3 separate regions of the Rattus norvegicus genome follow, and regions 1 and 2 are each linked to region 3. The links are chromatin contacts, called in public Hi-C maps. All regions are on one chromosome and are shown on one strand. Each heading gives the region's core, a stretch centred on a gene start, on an enhancer-like site or on the middle of the called end of the contact. The rest is flanking DNA. Distances are from core to core; before and after follow the strand shown.

Evidence for each region. Hi-C and Micro-C count contacts between places; a contact is called where the count stands out from the background.
Region 1: a Hi-C map of liver shows a contact between it and region 3, with 7 times the contacts expected there. The contact joins two enhancer-like sites. A contact is called at or near these places in 5 of 12 Hi-C or Micro-C datasets (the A7r5 cell line, the Rat2 cell line, kidney and 1 more) and 1 of 1 datasets of contacts at active chromatin or transcription factors (oligodendrocytes).
Region 2: a Hi-C map of hepatocytes shows a contact between it and region 3, with 5 times the contacts expected there. The contact joins the promoter of Ptger3 here to the enhancer-like site in region 3. A contact is called at or near these places in 12 of 12 Hi-C or Micro-C datasets (the A7r5 cell line, the Rat2 cell line, Schwann cells and 7 more) and 1 of 1 datasets of contacts at active chromatin or transcription factors (oligodendrocytes).

The regions. Positions count from the first base shown.
Region 1 is chr2:249,606,095-249,610,032 of GRCr8, forward strand. No RefSeq gene overlaps it. Among named protein-coding and RNA genes, the nearest start is that of Cth, 53 kb to the right of the region's middle. Within about 2 kb of position 2,172, at least 28 of the 93 cell types and tissues checked have an H3K27ac peak or open chromatin away from gene starts, as enhancers often do. A contact at or near this core is called in liver, where this site is marked.
Region 2 is chr2:249,263,245-249,267,205 of GRCr8, forward strand. Ptger3 (prostaglandin E receptor 3) reads left to right here and starts at 1,838. Exons shown (of 3, transcript NM_012704.1): 1 at 1,838-2,750. The coding sequence starts at 1,923.
Region 3 is chr2:249,403,486-249,407,090 of GRCr8, forward strand. It overlaps a transcript of Ptger3 not described here. Among named protein-coding and RNA genes, the nearest start is that of Ptger3, 140 kb to the left of the region's middle. Within about 2 kb of position 1,781, at least 4 of the 93 cell types and tissues checked have an H3K27ac peak or open chromatin away from gene starts, as enhancers often do. A contact at or near this core is called in hepatocytes and liver, where this site is marked.

The sequences.
Region 1 (3,938 bases), core at 922-3,421, 200 kb after region 3:
AATTCTAGAAGCAGAGGAAACTCTTCACTGTGAAATACTTAGTGCATGGTGTGGCGGAATTTTCTCCTAATTGATTAAATAATAAAGACGACAAGAAGCCAATCACTGGGCAAGAAGGAGGCGGGCCTTCCGGGTCCGAGAGAGAAAGAGGAAAGGCAGGTAGAGGGGACTTCCTTTTGGACAGAGGGAGCAAAACAGACAAGATGAAGGCCTAGAGCCGATAGTTCTGGAGGCTGAATCCATCAGGGTCCTTTACCGGAAGATTTCTAACAAAGAATAGTTGGTGAATTTAGGATGATAGATTCTGAGCTCAGCAATTGTGTTATCTCTTGATTCTAAACTAAAATTGTCTGTTGATTTCCATTTCAAGGCTATTCAGCTGAGCTCCAGGGAAAGGTAACCATGATGAAGTTTGCAAGAGTGCGACCCCAGCTAGCCACGGAGATTTGAGATTGCTGAGATTTGAGATTGCTGAGTGGGTTTGGCAGCAGCCAGCCTCGGGGGATAGATGACTAGGAATGTGAGCAGTTTCAGTGGCTGTGAACTTCAAGAAGTTGGGCGGAAGCTACATGGGGTTAGCCATGGGGGCCGGTAGACCGCAGACTGGAGACTAGCCGGCAATAGCATGGATTGTTTTTTAATATTACAACAAGTGGAAAACTATTACATTGTTATGAAGTTTATTATAAAGCCTTGGAATTGAGTAATACTCGCTTGAAAACCATCCATAAGGTTAATTATAAAATTTCTGATCTCTAAGTTCAAGGCCAGCCTGGTCTACAGAGAGAGTTCCGGGACAGTCAGGGATACACAGAGAAATCAATAACAGCAAATAATATAAAATTGCTAATTAAATAGCTAATCATGAATTCTAATTCTCTATTAGAGAAATCCCTGTTGCTGGACGTCAGTGAAGATGCTTTAAAGTGGTTAGGAAAATTCCTGATGGACAAAAATTCAACAAACACTGCTTAAGTAAATAAATGAGTTGAGATATTTCTGAGTTTCCTTTATCATCTACCTCCATGTCAGTCAAAGCCAGTTTACCATCACTACAATATAATAACTGGGATATTTAAGCAGTCTGTGTGATTTGGACCACGTTCCTACCTTAAAATAGTCCGTTCTTTCCGTTAAACCAATGTAATTTACTGTCTCTATATTAACAATATTTACACTGTTATCGACACTAACCATGCAACCGATACAACCATTCCCACAAAGAACATACAAAGTTGAAGACGCAAAAACAATCACATCAACAGTTACAAGGATGGAAATACCTGCTTCGGAACAGACAAGAATAAGTGACGCTAGCAGAAGGATGGATTTTAAACCATGAAATAAACAACAGCAGAGGTGGTGTGTGAAATCAAGGGTCACGGGAAAAAAAGGGTAACAAGATTTCGACAAGTGACATTAGAGAAATAACATACTCCCAGCCAAAAAAAAAAAAGCATTACACACTGTTTTTTGTTGTTGTTTTGTTTTGTTTTCTACTCAACATGAATGTTTTCCTGGAGCAAAGGGACGATGTAAAGATGTGAAAGAGCTGAATAGAAGCTTGAGGTGTAACACTCAGCTTCAGCCTGCAGATCCACACTTTCCAGTAGGTAGTGGTAGATCACTCATGTAATAGGCACGAGGTCCCGGTGCCACCTCCAGAACTGTCTAAACCAGCCCATGATCATGGATGTGTAACTAAGGCCTTTGGAGGAGTACAGCCAGAATACACCAAGTGAAAACTAAGGGAATAAATAACCTATTTCCTCGCCTGCTCTCGCTAAAGTCCTATAAAAGCCACTGCTGGAAATGGGAGGGGTGAAGCAGCTGGAAGCCAAGAGATGAGAAGGCAGGGAAGGCTGAAGGGGTAGAGCCCCCGGGGACCCTGCTCCTAGGTGCAGCTTGAGATGGAACAGGAAATACTCAGCATAACTTGTGAGCAAAGGCTCTCCATCGGGTAGTTGACCTGATAGTAAAATACGGGAAGAGGAGACATGCACTGGTGCTGTCTTGTCACTCTGACAGGATTCCTCAGAGAAGCAACTTTACCAGGGTTGCGGATGGCTGGAGGAATACAAATGATCACTGGAGGAAAGACTCGGAGTGAGTCATTGCTTGGCAGCAGGAAATGTGTGCCAGCTACAGGCTCACGTGTTAGCCAATCAGAAAGCAATACCAGACCATAAAAGGAGGTCCTCCAGGGACCCACCTCCTTCAGAGACTCCACCTTCTAAAGGCCTCCCAGCCTTCCAAACAGCACCACCAGATGGGACCAAGCGTTAAAGCGAGTGAAAGACATTAGGAATTCAAACCACAGCAGCGAAAATCACGAAACTGAGAGTATAATAGAAAAACTAGTAAAGAAACCAGATTGTGGCAGCATGAGAAATTGAAAATGCATCAATTGTGGGAAACACAACAGATAAAGCTGAGGGATTCTAAATGATTAGACACAGGGTAAGGAGAATGTTACAGGCCCGGAGTTTTGAATCTTAAGTCTTTAGAGCATGAGGCCGTCATTAGCAACACAGCACAAGTGCTGAATTTCAATGAGTTTGGAGACTTCAAGTCTTACACAGACGCGAACCACACTCTTGGAGAATGTACATGCATGCTAATGTCCTAAAAACCAGATATAATGTGTGACAGAATTCAACCAAAAGTCACGGTAAACACAGCAAGAGAGGAATTCAGTGTCAAACACATTTCATCTACAAAATCTCCCTGTAAATCCTACTTTTAAAACAATCAGCGATGTGCTGGAGATGTAGCTCAATTGGTGGAGTGCCTGCCTAGTGTGCACAAAGCCTTGGTTTCCATTGCCAGCACCATGAGCAGTGGCTCATGTCTGGAATCCCAGTATCTGGGACTTGGAAGCAAAAGGATCGGGAATTCCAGATGATTCTTAGCTGCGTATCAAGTCTGAAGCCAGGCCGAGATACATGAGACCCTGTCAAACAAAACACACACGCGCGCACACACACACACACACACACACACACACATACACTAATCCCATCCCCTCAGATACCGAATAACATAATAAGACATGAAAATGACAAGCACTATCAACCTGGGCCTAATAGTAAAAACCAATTGGCTGTAGTCATTGTTACAAAACAGATTAAATAGTGGTAATTCTTAAAGGGAAAGCTGTTTTCAGTGTACATACTAATTTAACAAAAAATAAAAATAAAAATGGAAGAGGATAGCAATAGGATCAAGAAGTGAGGGGAAGACAGCAGAAGCATCCATGTTAACAACTAAAGCAGAGCAGTGGAGTTGTGAAAGGGAATGATAAAGAGAGTGTGCGTGAAACAGGAATCGGTGTATGGGGATCATCATGTCTAGAGACGCCTCTAATACTGGGGAGAAACCGGGCCACTCAACCACCTAGAAATAACAGGTGTTTTAGAAAGCATCAAGAGACATCAACTGATGTGGACAGAGTATTTGTGTCCTCCACATTTCACCTGTTGGACCCCCAGTGTACAGATATTTGAAGATGGCAGCCTTTGAGAGGTACCTGGGTCCTGGCAGAGCTTCATGATGAAATCCATGCAGTCCTAAGAACAATCAACAGAACGTCTTCCTCCTTTCTCTCCCTCTACATGGGAGGCAACAGTCAGCTGTGCCTGACTCACTATAAAAGGGGCTGCCTGCCCCCTCCTCAATCTCTTGCACTCTTCCTCCTGCTTTGTCCCCTCACTCCTGCTCCCCCTCCCTCCCCATTCCCACATGACCGGTCTCTCTCTCTCTCTCTGCCTTTCTCCGTCTCTACTACCCTCTCAACTCCCCTCCCCCATGCCCTTAATAAACTCTATTCTATACTATAATATGGCCATGTGGCTGATCCCGCGGGGGTAAGGGATGCCTCAGTATGGGCCCTCAGAGGCACCCCTTCCCCCACACCTGACTACACATCCACCAAACAT
Region 2 (3,961 bases), core at 588-3,087, 140 kb before region 3:
GCATCAAGTGGAGGGATGGGGTTGCCATTCCACAGTCAGAAACTCTGACCCAGAATTGTTCCTGTCTGAAAGAACTGCAGGTGAAAAATGGAGAAGAGGAAGTGATCAGCACACATTGGGATCCAGCTCAAGGGGAAGTTCCAAGGCCTGACACTATTACTGATACTGTGGTGTGCTTACAAACAGGAGCCTAGCATGACTACCCTCCAAAAGGCCCAACAAGCAGCAGCTGATATTTAAACCCAACCAATGGACAGAAGCTGGTAACCCTTGTGGTTGAATGAGGGAAAGCTGGAAGAAGCTTAGGAGGAGGTTGATCCTGTAGGAACAGATCTCTCAGACAATAAGCCACCAACCAGGCAGCTGAGGTCCCCAAAACATGTACAGCAGAGGACTGCCGGATCTTGATTCAGTGAGAGAAGATGCACTTATGCCTCGAAAAAGATTTGAGGCCCCCCGGGAGTGGGGAGGTCTGGTGGGGTAGGGGTTGGGGGTAGGGACATCCTTTTGGAGGAAACAAAACAAAACAAAACAAAACCAAACCAAAAAACTCTTTAATATAGAATAGTGCATGTTAGCCTTTTAGCCACTAGAGGGGAGTGTTGTTTCAGATGAACTAAGGCAGATAGCAAAGGAACCAACAGGAAATCAACCAGAAGAACCTACAAGTTACTTATTTGCAAGCTTAACAGCTAAAACGTAGATAACTCTGACTGGAAAATGCCTCAAGAAGGGAAGGGTTTCTGAAACTTTGTTAAGAGATTAACCATCTTTGTCAACACAAGTTCTCATGGTGGGCATTCTCAGTAAGCGTTAGGGCGCTGGGAAATGCTAGCCACTCAAAGGAAGACCTGATTTGGGATTCCCAACACCTGAGTAAAATAAAGCTGGCTGCTGGGCTGGGGTGTGCGAGGCCTTACCAGGCTGGTGGGAGTCACAGTGGAAGATACCCGATGCTGAAGTCTGACCTCAATGTAAATATGCTCAGACTCACACTCACATAACACACACACACACACACACACACACACACACACACACACACACACACTGGGGTAGAACATAGAGAGGGAGACAATAATGTAAATAAGTCAGTTAATAAATATACAATTCTTTGATATAACTAAGAATTTTTCTTTGATGTATGAATTCCAAAATGCTCTTAAAATTTAAATATATCATTACACTGGAATGCCTCAGTGAAAATGTGAATTTGATATGTGCTCTCACCTGTGTGCTTACTTGGTTTTGGTTTTGCACTTTTAAACTGACATTATCCTAGAAAAATACTTTACCAATATGAGTTTGGAATTAGTCCAAAGTAAATAAGGCAATAGTTTGAGGAAGACAAGACACAAGCTTATCTCTATTCTTTCCCAGCTGTGGGTATCTATCTATCTAAATTATATACTATATAGAAAAATATATAAAGTAAAAAATATATTTCCTAAATTATATATATATATATATATATATATATATATATATATATATATCAACTTCAATGATAGCCAAACATGAGAAGAAATCAGCATTGCGATTCACGCAGATACTAATATGTCAGATTTCGCCTATCATGTATCATGTAACATGTTACAGTATCATGTAACCCAAAGGCTGTTGAGCACTTTACAGAGTCCCAGAGTTGAAGAGGCAGCCTAGGGGGCGCGGCGCCAGGTAATCCCGGCTGACACCGCCCTTTGCCTGCCCACTCGCGGCACCGCCCCTCGAGCTCCAAGGCGCGGGAGGAGCCTCGCGCGGCGTCGGGCGACGCCTGTCCAGTCCCCGCAGCCTAGCGCGGGCGGCGGCGGGCGATGGAGAGCAGAGCCCCGGGCCCCGCCGTCCTCCAGCGCGCTCCGCTGCAACCCCGCAGCTGAGCCCAGAGGCTCCGGCCCTGTGCGCCCTACCGCGGCCCCGCCACTATGGCCGGCGTGTGGGCGCCGGAGCACTCGGTTGAAGCGCACAGCAACCAGTCAAGTGCTGCCGACGGCTGCGGCTCTGTGTCCGTGGCCTTCCCCATCACCATGATGGTCACTGGCTTCGTGGGCAACGCGCTGGCCATGTTGCTTGTGTCGCGCAGCTATAGACGCCGGGAGAGCAAACGCAAAAAGTCTTTCCTGCTGTGCATTGGCTGGCTGGCGCTCACCGACTTGGTGGGGCAGCTCCTGACCAGTCCGGTGGTCATCCTCGTGTACCTGTCGCAGCGACGCTGGGAGCAACTCGACCCATCGGGGCGCCTGTGCACCTTCTTCGGGCTGACCATGACAGTGTTCGGACTGTCCTCGCTCTTGGTGGCCAGCGCCATGGCCGTGGAGCGCGCCCTGGCTATCCGTGCGCCGCACTGGTATGCCAGCCACATGAAGACTCGCGCCACGCGCGCGGTACTGCTGGGTGTGTGGCTGTCTGTGCTCGCCTTCGCGCTGCTGCCTGTGCTGGGCGTGGGCCGCTACAGCGTGCAGTGGCCCGGCACGTGGTGCTTCATCAGCACCGGGCCGGCGGGCAACGAGACTGACTCTGCGCGGGAGCCGGGCAGCGTGGCCTTTGCCTCCGCCTTCGCCTGTCTAGGCTTGCTGGCTCTGGTGGTGACCTTTGCCTGCAACCTGGCGACCATCAAAGCCCTGGTGTCCCGCTGCCGGGCCAAAGCCGCCGCCTCGCAGTCCAGCGCCCAGTGGGGCCGGATCACCACGGAGACGGCCATCCAGCTTATGGGGATCATGTGTGTACTGTCCGTCTGCTGGTCGCCGCTATTGGTAAGTAGTTGGTACAGTGGGAACTTGTAGCGAGCGGTAAATGGAGGGAGACTTTCTGCTGCTCTTGCAGCCCAGGGTTGCAGCCTCCAGTCAAGTGCCTCAGCCGCTTGTGAAGCTTCCAAGAGCCAGTTGAGTCCGCCCTGGCTTGCCAGGCGCTTGTGAAGATTCGAACAGCCTGCGCACAGAGGTGAGCAGACGTTGCTCAAGCCAGTGCAGACTGACTTTGCCCTTTGTGTTTTGAATGGAGATGTGATGACAACTCAAGCCCAACTTGTGTTTTAGTTTTAATCCCGCTGAGACAGTTCGGTACCTGAGAGCCAGGCAAGTCTGCGCTCCTACACCTTCAGCCACACGGTTACCCCATCCTCTCCAGCGATTTCTTGGCACGCTGTCGCTCTGTGCCAGCGCTAAAGGTTCTCAGGTAGCTACTGTCTGCAGGGAGGGGCGGAAGGCAGAGTTGCTGCAGCCCCTAGGAAGCCGGTAGGTAGTGTGTACACCGAAGTGGAGGACTCTCCAATAACAAACCCCCCCACACACACACACAATAACACCATCACCTTTTGGTGAGTGGTCACTGGGGTCTTGTGCCCCACCCCCATCCTTATGGAGGGAATGTCAGATCTTTGCAATTCCAGGGACAGGAGGTAAGGGTTTCTTGGTCCTTGGTTCCCCCCATGCTATCCATCACAGAACTACCCAGAGGAAGCTGTGCTTCCGCATGCTCCCTATCCCCAACTCTCACATGGTGCTTTTGAGGTTTTCTTCTGTAGCACTTGTAGCTAGAAACTTCTGTGGATAAGTGTGGTTTGCTAATTCTTGAAGAATGGATGCTTACTTAGGACTCATAGAGCCTGGCTTAATGTGCAGAGCAGCATCCCCATAGTGCAGCACAGTTATCAACCATTACATAGTAGACTCGATCCTCTCCCTCTCCCTCTCCCTCTCCCTCTCCCTCTCCCTCTCCCTCTCCCTCTCCCTCTCCCTCTCCCTCTCCCTCTCCCTCTCCCTCTCCCTCCCCCTCTCTCTTTCCCTCTCTGTTCTCTTTTCCCTCCCCTTCTCTGATCCCCTCCTCCTCTCTGTTCCCCTCCCCCTCCTCTTAGCTCCTTCACCCTCTCCCTCTCCCTCTCCTATCCCCCTCTCGATTCTCTTTCTCTCACACACATCATTTAACAAATTTGTCATTTCAACCATTTACATGTACAGTTCAGTGA
Region 3 (3,605 bases), core at 531-3,030:
CTAAATCCCCAACCCCTCTGGCCAGTGTCTTAAACAAAGGCACAAAAGACAACAAAAGAGGCTCAGGAACTGTAGCAGAAGAGAGCTTACAGACTGTAAGAGTCAGAGGAGCAGGAGGTGTGCTGTGAGATTACATCTCCTAGAAGCTACAGCTATGTATATAGGATCATCAACATGGCTGCCTAAACAGGACCTGAGCAAGGCAGACACAACAGATAACAGACATGCTCATGTGAACTGGAGAAAGCTCACAGGGCCTCAACCCTACACAAAGAGCCACAACCAACTAAGGAATGTTGAGAGCAGGAGAAATGGTCTCCCAGAAAAATATAACCAACTGGTTATCTAATTCCAAGTGGTCAGCCATGAAATCACATATACACGAGTAAAGTTATATAAACTAAGCAGGTTATATTTTATATATTTAGGAATTTATGTGATATATACATATATCAACAATTAAAGAAAAAAGAAAAAGGCGTTAAGGGAAGCAGTTAGAGGAAGGGGAATAATGTAATTACATCTTAATCTGAAAAATAGAAAAATATGTAATTTTTAAAGGGTTAATCATCCTTTTTTGAGTTGGAAAGGGGGACAGACCTAACAGAATCCGAGGAAGGCTCTGGAATGACTTGCAGGGGCAAAATTTCTGTTCTGGCCAGTTTTATGTCAACTTGACACGAGCTTAAGTTATCAGAAAGGAGGGTCCTACAATGAAGAAAACACCCACAGAACATCTGGCTGTAGGACATTTTCTTAATTAGTGATTGATGGGGAAGGGCCCAGCCTTTGTGGGTGGTGCCATGCCAGGGCAGTTGGTTCTGGGATCTAAAAGAAAGAAGGCTAAGGAAGCCATGATGAGAAAATCTTCTACCTCCAGGTTTTTGTCCTGTTCGTGTTCTTGTATTGACTTCCTTCAGTGATGGATTGCAACATGGATGTGTAAATCGAACCCTAACCTTAACCCCAACTTGCTTTTGGTCATGGAGTTTCATCACAGCAATAGAAGCCTTCACTGGGACATTTATCTAAAGGGATAATTGTTCCTCCTATCCTTGGTCAGGTGACTGACCTGCCCAATGGGATTAATCTTTATGGAACACCACTGTCTCCACTCAGAGGTAGATTTCTTTCCACCAGGAGGAAATAGCTTTTATTGAATGGGCCTCCAGTGCCAACGAAACACTGTGTCAATTAAAATTGTACAACTTGCAAGAGATATGAAACTTCACAACACTGATGAAAACAAAGCCAAGGAATTGTAAGACACATAGGTGAAGAAGCCATCAAAAAGAAATTGCAGAAAACTAACAGCAAGTGACAAGCCATGTCCTCCAGGACATGGAATGGAATGTGGAAATACGTAGATAATTCCTCCAGCTCTCATTTAAAAAGCTGACCAAATTTATGGTCATGCTGCCTAGTTTAGAAGGGTGACATTGCATAGTTCACTTGGCTCACCATTCACTTTCTGACTGGCGATCTATGAATGTCAGGAGCCAAGGTTGAAGTTCAGTGTGAGGGTGGGTCTGTCTTACAGATCTCTCTGTCTCACTCTCTCTCTGTCCCTATCTCTGTGTCTCTGTCTCTGTTTCTCTCTGTCTCTCTGCCTCTGTCTCTCTCTGTGTGTCTCTGTCTCTGTTTCGTTCTCTCTCTCTCTCTCTCTCTCTCTCTCTCTCTCTCTCTCTCTCTCTCGGCCAAGGCCTGCAGAGTCAGCCCTCTCTGCTCTCAGGGCTACTGGAAGGCAGCAGGTTCTTGTTCCCATCACGTGAGTAAGTAGAAAAAGCTGAAAATACAAAGTCTCAACATCTGCTGTGTGTAACACCTCTCTGTGTTTGCTATCCAGTTGATAGTTATCAAAGTTTCGACTTACGCAAAAGCATTCACGTGAGAAAAACAAATAATCCAGTGATTTCAAAACTTCACTAGAACTTCAGTGAACATTAATTCTTCCTGCAAGAGTTTGGAGTAATTCTGTTGCTGTTTTGTTCTGCAAAGAGCTGTATTGGGTAGCTGAAACAGGTACCACCCTGCTTGACACTTGAGCAACCGTAGTTGCCAGGGTCTGGCCACTTGGATCCAATTAGGTACAGAATACCAACCTATCTGGCAGTAATGTAGTCCTAATTGTCACAACTATCTCACATAACATATTCTTTTGCCTCTAATTACCTATGAGCATAAGAGATACCAGCTTAGAACAGCTTACCTAAGTTTTCCCAAGTCTCTGGCAAACATTCTCAACTCCACAGCTCTGTTGTACAGAGACCCTTCACAGCTTTCACTGTGCTGGGCATTGATTAAGGTTCAAGTCTTTACTAATAGCAGAAGAATTGAAACCACAGTGATAAGTTTTCAGAGTACAACATGATACTATATCAATTAGAAGTACTGGTTACCTTAGGGACTGGATTTCATTTTGTGTTTTTTCCCTCTCTCTATGTTCTTCCTGAGGGTGATATACAATGAAATGAACGAAAACCATCCTCATCGAAAGGGAAAGAGCAGCTGTGATGTTCAGGCACTGAAGGTCCACTGTGGTTTGCTTCCACTGATCATTTCACAGAGATGGAAACAATTACAACCTTCCAGGCAAGAGGAAGGGACTCCTGGTGCCTCTTCTTTTGGCTATTAAGACTATTAAGATGATGAACCTCGGAAATTGGTATTTCCCCAGAAATCTCATGCTGGGAGCCTGGTGTCAGCCAGAGGGGGTACTTGCCTACCAGAAAGAGATGTCACACAATTCTGATAACTTGTCAGAACACTTTGCAGAAGAGACATGAGAACAGAGACAAAGACAGAAGGAGCTACGTCTTTGCCCCAACTGTTAAGTTATGCACACTTCTTACCCTCTATTTAAATACAGACCTCATGATGGGGCCCTTCCCATGATGCACTTGGGAAGGTGTGGTTACTAGATTTCTTTTCCAGTTTCTCTTCTGAATGAGACCATTGAATTAATCTCTTTTCCCAGCTTTTCACTATTAGTTGTCTCTTGAATTGATGTATTGAGGAGGCAGCTGAGCCTAGCATTTTAGACCTACCAGGGCATGGTGTTTGACCTCACTCCTCTGGTAACACTCTGAACTGGGTAGCTAAAACTAATGCCAGAGTTCAAAGCCAGAACAGAGAATTGGAAATAGAGGAATCTCCAATGGCTGAGAAGCACCTGAAGAAACAATCAAAGTCCTTGGTGATCATAGAAATGCAAATCAAAACCTGAGATTCCACCTCACACCAGTCAGAATGGCTAAGATCAAAATCTCAGGTGACAACACATGTTGGCAAGCATGTGGAGAAAGAGGAACACTCCTCCATTGCTGGTGGGATTGCAAACTGGTACAACCACTCTGGAAATCAATTTGAAGGTTCCTCAGAAAATTGGAAATAGACCTACCTAAAGATCCAGAAATACCACTCTTGGGAATATAACCAAAAAATGCCCCACCATGCCACAGGGACACATGTTCTACTATGTTCATAGCAGCCTTATTTGTGATAGCCAGAAGCTAGAAACAACCCAGATGTCCCATGACAGAAGAATGGATACAGAAAATGTGGATCATTTACACAATGGAATACTACTCAGCTATTAAGAACAA